2 separate regions of the Sus scrofa genome follow, and region 2 is linked to region 1. A link is a contact called in public Hi-C data. All regions are on one chromosome and are shown on one strand. Each heading gives the region's core, a stretch centred on a gene start, on an enhancer-like site or on the middle of the called end of the contact. The rest is flanking DNA. Distances are from core to core; before and after follow the strand shown. Region 1 overlaps JADE1 (protein Jade-1). Region 2 has its middle 44 kb from the start of PGRMC2.

What was found. A called contact is a pair of places that touch in the nucleus more often than the background predicts.
Region 2: a Hi-C map of epiblast stem cells shows a contact between it and region 1, with 2.5 times the contacts expected there. The contact joins two enhancer-like sites. A contact is called at or near these places in 3 of 47 Hi-C or Micro-C datasets (alveolar macrophages, epiblast stem cells and retroperitoneal adipose tissue) and 1 of 2 datasets of contacts at active chromatin or transcription factors (skeletal muscle).

What each region holds. Positions count from the first base shown.
Region 1 is chr8:96,253,983-96,257,755 of Sscrofa11.1, forward strand. All of the region lies in intron 5 of JADE1 (protein Jade-1), which reads right to left. Among named protein-coding and RNA genes, the nearest start is that of SCLT1, 310 kb to the left of the region's middle. Within about 2 kb of position 1,284, at least 11 of the 83 cell types and tissues checked have an H3K27ac peak or open chromatin away from gene starts, as enhancers often do. A contact at or near this core is called in epiblast stem cells, where this site is marked.
Region 2 is chr8:96,734,820-96,738,998 of Sscrofa11.1, forward strand. No RefSeq gene overlaps it. Among named protein-coding and RNA genes, the nearest start is that of PGRMC2, 44 kb to the left of the region's middle. Within about 2 kb of position 2,187, at least 6 of the 83 cell types and tissues checked have an H3K27ac peak or open chromatin away from gene starts, as enhancers often do. A contact at or near this core is called in epiblast stem cells, where this site is marked.

The DNA of each region.
Region 1 (3,773 bases), core at 34-2,533:
TTTAAATCAATATGCCTGGAATCCGTGTTTGAAAATCAGGTTTCAAACACGGATTCCAGAGAATGCATGTACTTCAGCAGTCACTATATGCAAAATGTAAGCATTGGACAAAATAGAACCATGCTCCGAAACACACATAAATACTCTCACACAGGTAAAAGAGTAAAAAAAATAGTATTTTCCTTCTAATGAATTTCATTTTCATCCACCCTGAAAGATCTTAAGTAAAGAAGGCTGAGAATACTGTGCTATACTAAGGGAACCTGGCATGGTAACAGGGTGAGTGCATGCCAGAACTGCCTCCTCTGTACTTAAACCTGACATCAGGCTGATTTATCTCACCTGGGATTACTTACGCACTCAAGAAATCAAAGTACGCACATGTTCGTATCTTTAAGGCACACAATACAGTGATTGTGTGCTGCAACCATCTGTCCAATGAAAGCCAGTAAGAGAAAGCAGAGGGCCCTGAGCATCATTTAGGGCAATTGCTGATTATTATCTAGACGCTAGTAGGATAAGTAATAATCAATTAAAAAGGCTACTTGCAACACTCCAGAGAAAGCAGCAAGAAAATATGATAGCATATAATGTATCCTACAAACACACACCTTAATACCTAATATATTATTAAAGGTGCTATAGCAAAATGACTGTCCCTGACCTTATGGAGCTCCTGGTCTAATTGAGAAGAGAAGTCAACAGGAATTCAGTATAGTTAGTATTTGATAGTGGTAAACACAAGGCTCTCCAGGACACAGGTTGGAGTCAGTAAGATTCTAAGAGTACTGAAGAACAAAGGGGAGGTTACAGGAAGCAACACATTTTGGGCAAAACATTATAATACTCTACAACATGTATATATAAGCTGGCACATAACTCTGTGCAGCACCTTCACATTCAGGATCTTACCATTTGCTCATTTATTTACTAATATAAATCCCTTCTTACCTTTCCATTCAATTGACAAGGCTTGTTATTTCCTAATGCATGAAGACCCTTTCAAATCTGCCCACTGCCCCATACCTAGACTGCTTTAAGCACCACCCTTTCAATCTCCATGTCCACATTTCTTATCCCTTCCAGTTATTACAACAAATTAATCCATCCTATGAAGTGACCTCATGAAGCTCTTCCCTATGCCAATCTTTCCCTCTGCTCCACACTGCAAATGGTCTAAATAGAAACTTAGGTTTTCCACCACCTGGCCCCTCCCTGCACTACTCAACCATCTACCCTAACAAGCCTCCATAACCAGCTTGCCTGCCCTCTATCCTTGCAAACAGCCTCTGCTGACCATGCCCCTCTGCTCTCCCCTCCCCACCCATCCCTCTCAATCCTTCTTCTCCAAGGCTCAGCTCAAAGCCACTAAGTACCACCCGCAGTTCCAATTAAAAGCATTTACATTCTCTACCACTCATTTAGTCTATTTTCTTTTATAACTATTTCGCCCTGCTTTTTAATAAACTTTTTTGTCTTTTTAGGACCACACTTGTGGCACATGGAAGTTACCAGGCTAGGGGTAGAATTGGAGCTACAGCTGCCAGCCTACGACATAGCCACAGCAATGTCAGATCCAAGCCACGTCTGTGACGTACACCACAGCTCATAGCAATGCCAGTCCTTAACCCACTGAGTGAGGCCAGGGATTGAACCCACATCCTCGTCAGGTTCATCAACTGCTGAGCTACAAAGAGAATTCCCTTTAATGTACTTTAAACAGTTAATCAACTCCTGCCTTGCATCATCACTTAAGTGTTCTATAAAAGGTGTCTCTAAATAGTAAACTAAATTTTACAATAAATTCTGGAGAATGGAGATTCTCTCAAATTAAATGAGCAATAAAGACATCACAGAGAGGGGTCTTGAGCAAAACAAAGCTTCAGAGGGCAGCAACAACAGATGCCCCACAGAACTTTGTGTCCAGTCCTCAACAGGGCTTGTCCTGACATCCTGCCTGATTTCACCAAAATTGACTCAAAGTGATGCAATTTAAGCAAAACAGCTAGGCAGACAGAATACTAATTACTGGGCATCTTGGACTTTACCCAAAAAGCAGAAGACTACCTAAGGAAGCCTGATTATAATCAGAATATTGCCTGGAAAGGCCAAGTAAGAGGAGGTCATTGGCCAAAGACCCTGGGACTGGACTGGTCAAGTGACACTCCTTTGGCAGTAGGTAGGGACGTGCCAAGACAACCAGGATTGTGTGGTGGCTGCTCAGAGCACCATCTCCTCAACAAACACAGATAATGTCCTACCTGCTGGCCCTGAACTCTGTTTAGACCACATGCAGATTACTCTCTGCAACCTCTTCTGTCACAGTTTAAATGCAGTGAAATTAGCTAACATATTAATTCAATAATTGCATCAAGTTAGATGCCCAAGATACAGTGAACAAGATACAGAATGGGCCACAGGGAGAGCCAGTAAGCAAATAACTAGATAAGTGGCTTTAGCACGCTAACTGCTAAAGGTTACAGGATTCATGGGTTATGGGACATGGGACATGAGATTGTATGGGAGATAGCAAGGTAACTCAAAACCTTGAAAATTAAGCTTCCTCAGACTGAAGACTGGGGGGTGGGGTATCAGCAGGCACTAAACTAAGAGCAGCATCAGCCAAAAGAACCCATCCCCCGCAAGTGGCTCGGGAATTTGCAAGTGAACAAGTCAGCGACCTGGGTGTGGTACCAGGGAGGCATGACTGGTATGTGACTCCAGCTAAGAAAGAAAGAGAAATGACAAGGAGGACAAAGAGAGAAGAGCTTTTACAAAAGAATGGGATGATTACGAATTTGAGGATGTTTATTCAATGCTACTCCTTGGAAAGGGCAGATGTGAGGAAAACAAACTGTCCAGTTACTAGAATTACTCTCTGTGGTAGAACAGGTACCATTATATCAGGCCATAAACTCTACAGCTATATAAGGATTATACCCTAGTGATTTTAATTATCTTATGATTTATATGTAGAAAGGCTGTTTTTATCTTCAAAGTATCTATTTTATCCACGTTTTCATTTTCTAGAAGGTATTCAATGAAAGACATCTACATACTACTTTTCTATGTATCACCTATTGCAATGTAATGGATTAGCTGTAACAACCTATAGGATATGTGAACTGAGATTTGCACTTGCCAGCAGCCTCTACATGGAGTAAAACAGGAGCCACTCCAACAGCCAACCCGCAGCACCGCTGAATGCTCAGGGTGGAGACCAGGAGTGAGGCACTCTGTGCTCTGGAAAAACTGGAAGAACAGGTCTTCAGATAGTCAGATATTTTTAGGAGATTTTATAAGCCCAATTCTTGTATCTCCTCATAACTAGAAAAACATGAAAATCCTTCAATGATGACTGATGTCTGTGACTAGTAGTAACCTTCACGAGACCAGCAGCAAACTTCTATAAAATGTGTGCATAGCTGCATGTGACTCCCTCTTCACCTTTATGACGTATCTTGATAATTCCCCCTTTCCCTTATAGCTCTAAAATACTGCCTCCTGAGCTGTAGCTAGTGGACAAAAGATGTCATGGCCATCTGTGACAACAGCCACTCCCAAGGGTAGGCCAATGACCCCTGAGGGAACTCAGGGAAAAAACAAAGAGGAACAGCCCACAGCTGAGATGCCTATCAAAGGAGTGATTCATGTAAGCCCAGGCACTTACATCTTCCCATAGAAACTAGTTTTCTGTAAGTCTGGTTATCTGTAAATTTTTTGTTCCTACTACCTTTCCTTTGTTGCAAAATTCAAATATCCTGGGACACCCA
Region 2 (4,179 bases), core at 937-3,436, 480 kb after region 1:
AGATCCTTAACCCACTGAGCATGGCCAGGGATCGAAGCCACAACTTCATGGTTCCTAGTCAGATTCGTTAACCACTGAACCACAACCGGGAACTCAATTTTATTCTATTTTAAGATTCTTTTCGTAGCCCATCATTTATATGCAGATGGATTTCAATATGTGGTGGAAGTATAGCCAAGCAGGGCTCTGTGAGGCTCCTGGGCGCACAAGTCTTTCTGTGTCCTCCATTTCTTGTTTTTAGGGAATAAGCTTCAGCTTCCATGACCTTCCCTAAGTTCCAAAGGGTAGTTGCTAATCAGGGAAGGGAGGGAATGCAGACACCAGAGAGGAGCAGAGAGACAATAGTGCAGGCTTGGGGCAGGGTCCTGGTTCCTCCTCAAGGAATATAACAATATCTTTGAGCCTTTCGGTAGAATTAAAACACCCAACAAACTGGAGAACTACTTGATGAATCATTCTTCATTCCAGGAAGGAGGACCACCAGAACCAGTCTTGGGGACACTAAACACCAGCTTTGAAAGACAACGCAAGTTTGCCTCTATGCTGATCCTTATCAATGGCCCTATTTTTCTACTCCCCAAACTATAAAGCCATCTCCCAGTCTCTTCCACAGTCTTTAAGACATTAGTCTACCATGGCCCCCTCTGCCTGGCAAATAAAGCTATCTTTTTCTCCTTCACTCAAAAACTGTCTCCACATTTCTATTTGGTAACAGCTGACAGAGGCCTAGTTTTGGCAACAGAAGCATTCAAGAGAAGAAGGAGAAAATTCAAACTCATGCTCTCATAGTTCTTTACCTCTAGCAAGGTCCCAGTCAATGTGTTTTTATTCAGACGGGCCCACTCTGCACTCTTAGAGGTATAAAGCAGTGTTGGGGAGGAAGAAATTTTCCTCTCCCTTTCCAGCTTCTCGGAGACCTAGAAGAAGAGAATTCCTTGATCTAAGAGTTAAATTGACATGAGTTGCAGTAACAGGAGAAAATTCAGTAACATGTATACATGGGAGAAATAACATGTATATAATAACATGTATACATGGGAGAAAGTCAGGAAACTCAGTACCTTACCAAAATGGCCAAAGCCCTCACCTTAAACTTCATCTTCAGCTAAGGACAAAAGAAAATGTTGAGGGTGGAGAGTTAAGTAAAGTTATCAGGAAAAGCAGGGTAAGATTGTTATGCAGATTTAAGTCCTTGCCTTCTCCACAGATAAGAGTTTCTCAAGATTGGTCACTGTCTTCCAGGTATAGAGAGGGTGATACCCTTACAAATGGACATTTTCAATTTACAAATGTAAACGTTTCTTACAATAGACAAATCCCACTTGTTTTTTAGAGTCCTCCTCCTGTCCGCTGTTTATCTGAAAATAACTAACCTAAAACAATGAATATGCCAAAGAGATATATTTTAGGATGGCAAATTCTGCTCCCTACAGTAGCTTGTGGTCACATTACAAATAACTGGTCATGATGTTATGGTACTGTATGTATATACATATATATTATATGTATATGGAACCCCATTAGGGTCGTAGAACTGAAGGAGCACTTTATTTGTCTTTTGTCTTTTTAGGGCTGCAACAGCATATGGAGGTTCCCAAGCTAGGGATCGAATCATAGCTATAGCTGCCAGCCTACGCCACAGCCACAGCAACACCAGAACCAAGCTGCATCTTTGACCTACACCACAGCTCACGGCAATGTTGGATCTTTAACCCACAGAGCGAGGCCAGGGATCGAACCCGCAACCTCATGGTTCCTAGTCGGATTCATTTCCACTGCACCAAGATGGGAACTCCAGAAAGAGTACTTTAAAAGGAGACCAGGGAGTTCCTGTTGTGGCACAGTGGTTAACAAATCTGACTAGGAACCACGAGGTTTCAGGTTCGATCCCTGCCCATGCTCAGTGGGTTAAGGATCCAGCATTGCTGTGAGCTGTGGTGTGGGTCGCAGACGCGGCTCGGATCCCGAGTTGCTGTGGCTGTGGCGTAGGCCGGTGGCTACAGCTCCGATTGGACCCCTAGCCTGGGAACCTCCATCTGCCGCGGGAGCAGCTCAAGAAAAGGCAAAAAGACAAAAAAAAAAAAAAAAAGACCAGAATCAGGTTTCTAATTCCAACTCTGCGCTTACAACCAATGACCTTAACAAGTATCTCCCCTCTCTAGGGCTCAGTTTACTTTACACCTGCCCTGCTACCTCACAGGGTATACTAGGGCTCAAGTGACATAAATAGTTTATGTGCAGCAGAATGGTAGATGTAGGGGATCATCCCATGTCCTTGGCCTGTCTCTTGTTTGTAGAAATGCTGTAGTCTCCCAGGCCTCCTCTAAGTTCCAAAAGCCTGTTAAAGATCTGGCATTGTCTATAGGTGGCATGGATTCAGTTCCTGCCCTGGCATACTGGCTTAAGGATAATGCATTGCCACAGTTGTGGTGCAGATTGCTGCTGCAGCTCAAATTCAACCCCTGGCCTAGGAACTTCCATATATTGCAAGTGTAGCCATTAAAAAAAAAAAAAAAACAAAAAACAAAAAAAAAAGAATTAATGATTGAACAGATGTGAATATGTAGCAACAAAAGTAGCAATTGGGCCAGGAGAACTGGTAAGAATTTAAATAGTAAATCAGACAAGTGGCAGTCACAGAATCTTTAGTTCCTCTCTGAAGTACTTAGATAACACAATCTTGTTATGGGTTTCAAGTCCTCTTCAAGGAGATTAAACACAAAAGCCTCTGCGAGTCTCACTGTAATGCCCCTTCCCCCACCTTGAGCAAATTGGCCTGCTCACTCCCTACTAGGGAAGGAATGTCTTCCATCTCTCCTCCCACGGCTGTATAACCTGTTCCCCATGCAAATAAGGTATCCTGCCCTGCCGGAAGCCAATCAGAAGATCAAATATGCCCTATACAGAGATCAAACAACACTCAGCCCTTACACAGCGCACAGGGGGGATGGGACAGGAAAAATTTGTGGGACTGGAGCAGAAATTTGGTCCCCACTCAGGTCTGCAACATGGGAATATAAAAACAATTGTAAAGTGAGGTAGGACCTCTTTTTACTCTCTCTCTGAATATGTACTTTTGCTTTAGTAAATTTGTAAAGCACCTGCTATTTCAATGATTTCCTATCACAGGGCAGGTACTGAGGAAACTGCCATTCTATCATTCTGGAGCAAATTCTATCAATCTGATGCTCATTTTGTGAGTGCTTTTACAGATGCTTAAACACCCACTCAAAGGAAGAAGTTAATTACCTGATGACCATGAGCAGGCAGCCCCCAGACCTACTGGAGCCTGAGGATTGATAATGTTAACCCCTGTGACACTGCTCTGTTACCTCACCATCAACCAATCAGAGAGCATGAGCTGGTCATATACCCTGGCATATGGAGGTTCCCAGGCTAGGGGTTGAATTGGAGCTAGAGATGCTAGCCTAGGCCATAACCACAGCAACGCAAGATCTGAGCCACATCTGCAACCTACACCAAAGCTCATGACAATGCCAGATCCTTAACCTACTGAGCTAGGCCAGGGATCGAACCTGAGTCCTCATGGGTGCCAGTCAGATTTGCTTCAGCTGAGCCACGATGGGAACTCCTCACCTGGCCTTTAAAAATGCTTCTCTGAAATCCTTCAGAGAGTTTAGGTTTTTTGAGCATTAGCTGCCCTAGATTCTTTGTCTGGTGTCTTACAATAAATGCTGCACTTTCCTTTACCACAGCTGGGTGTAGGAAGATTGGCTTTACTGCGCGTAGGCAAGGGGACCCAAATTTGGTTGCATAACAAACAGAAAACAGAGAACAGAGGAAAGAAGGGTTGGGGGAGGGGCAAAATAGGTGAAGGGGATTAAGAGGTACAAACTACTAGGTATGAAATAAATTACAAGGATATAATGTACAGCACAGGGAATATAATTAATATTTTGTAATAATTTGTATGGAGCATAATCTATAAAAATATCAAACTACTACATTTATGCCTGAAACTAATATAATACTGTAAGTCAACTATACTACAATAAAAAAATAAATAAGGGTTTGTCTAGTTTTAATTGACAGTCTTTTTACCCATCATATTCATGTCAACAATGAAGAGGAAGTAGCACTCTATAATAGACTGTGAAGGAACACAGATTTTGCCACCCCAAAATATACCTTTTTGGCATATTAAAAAACAAAAAAAAC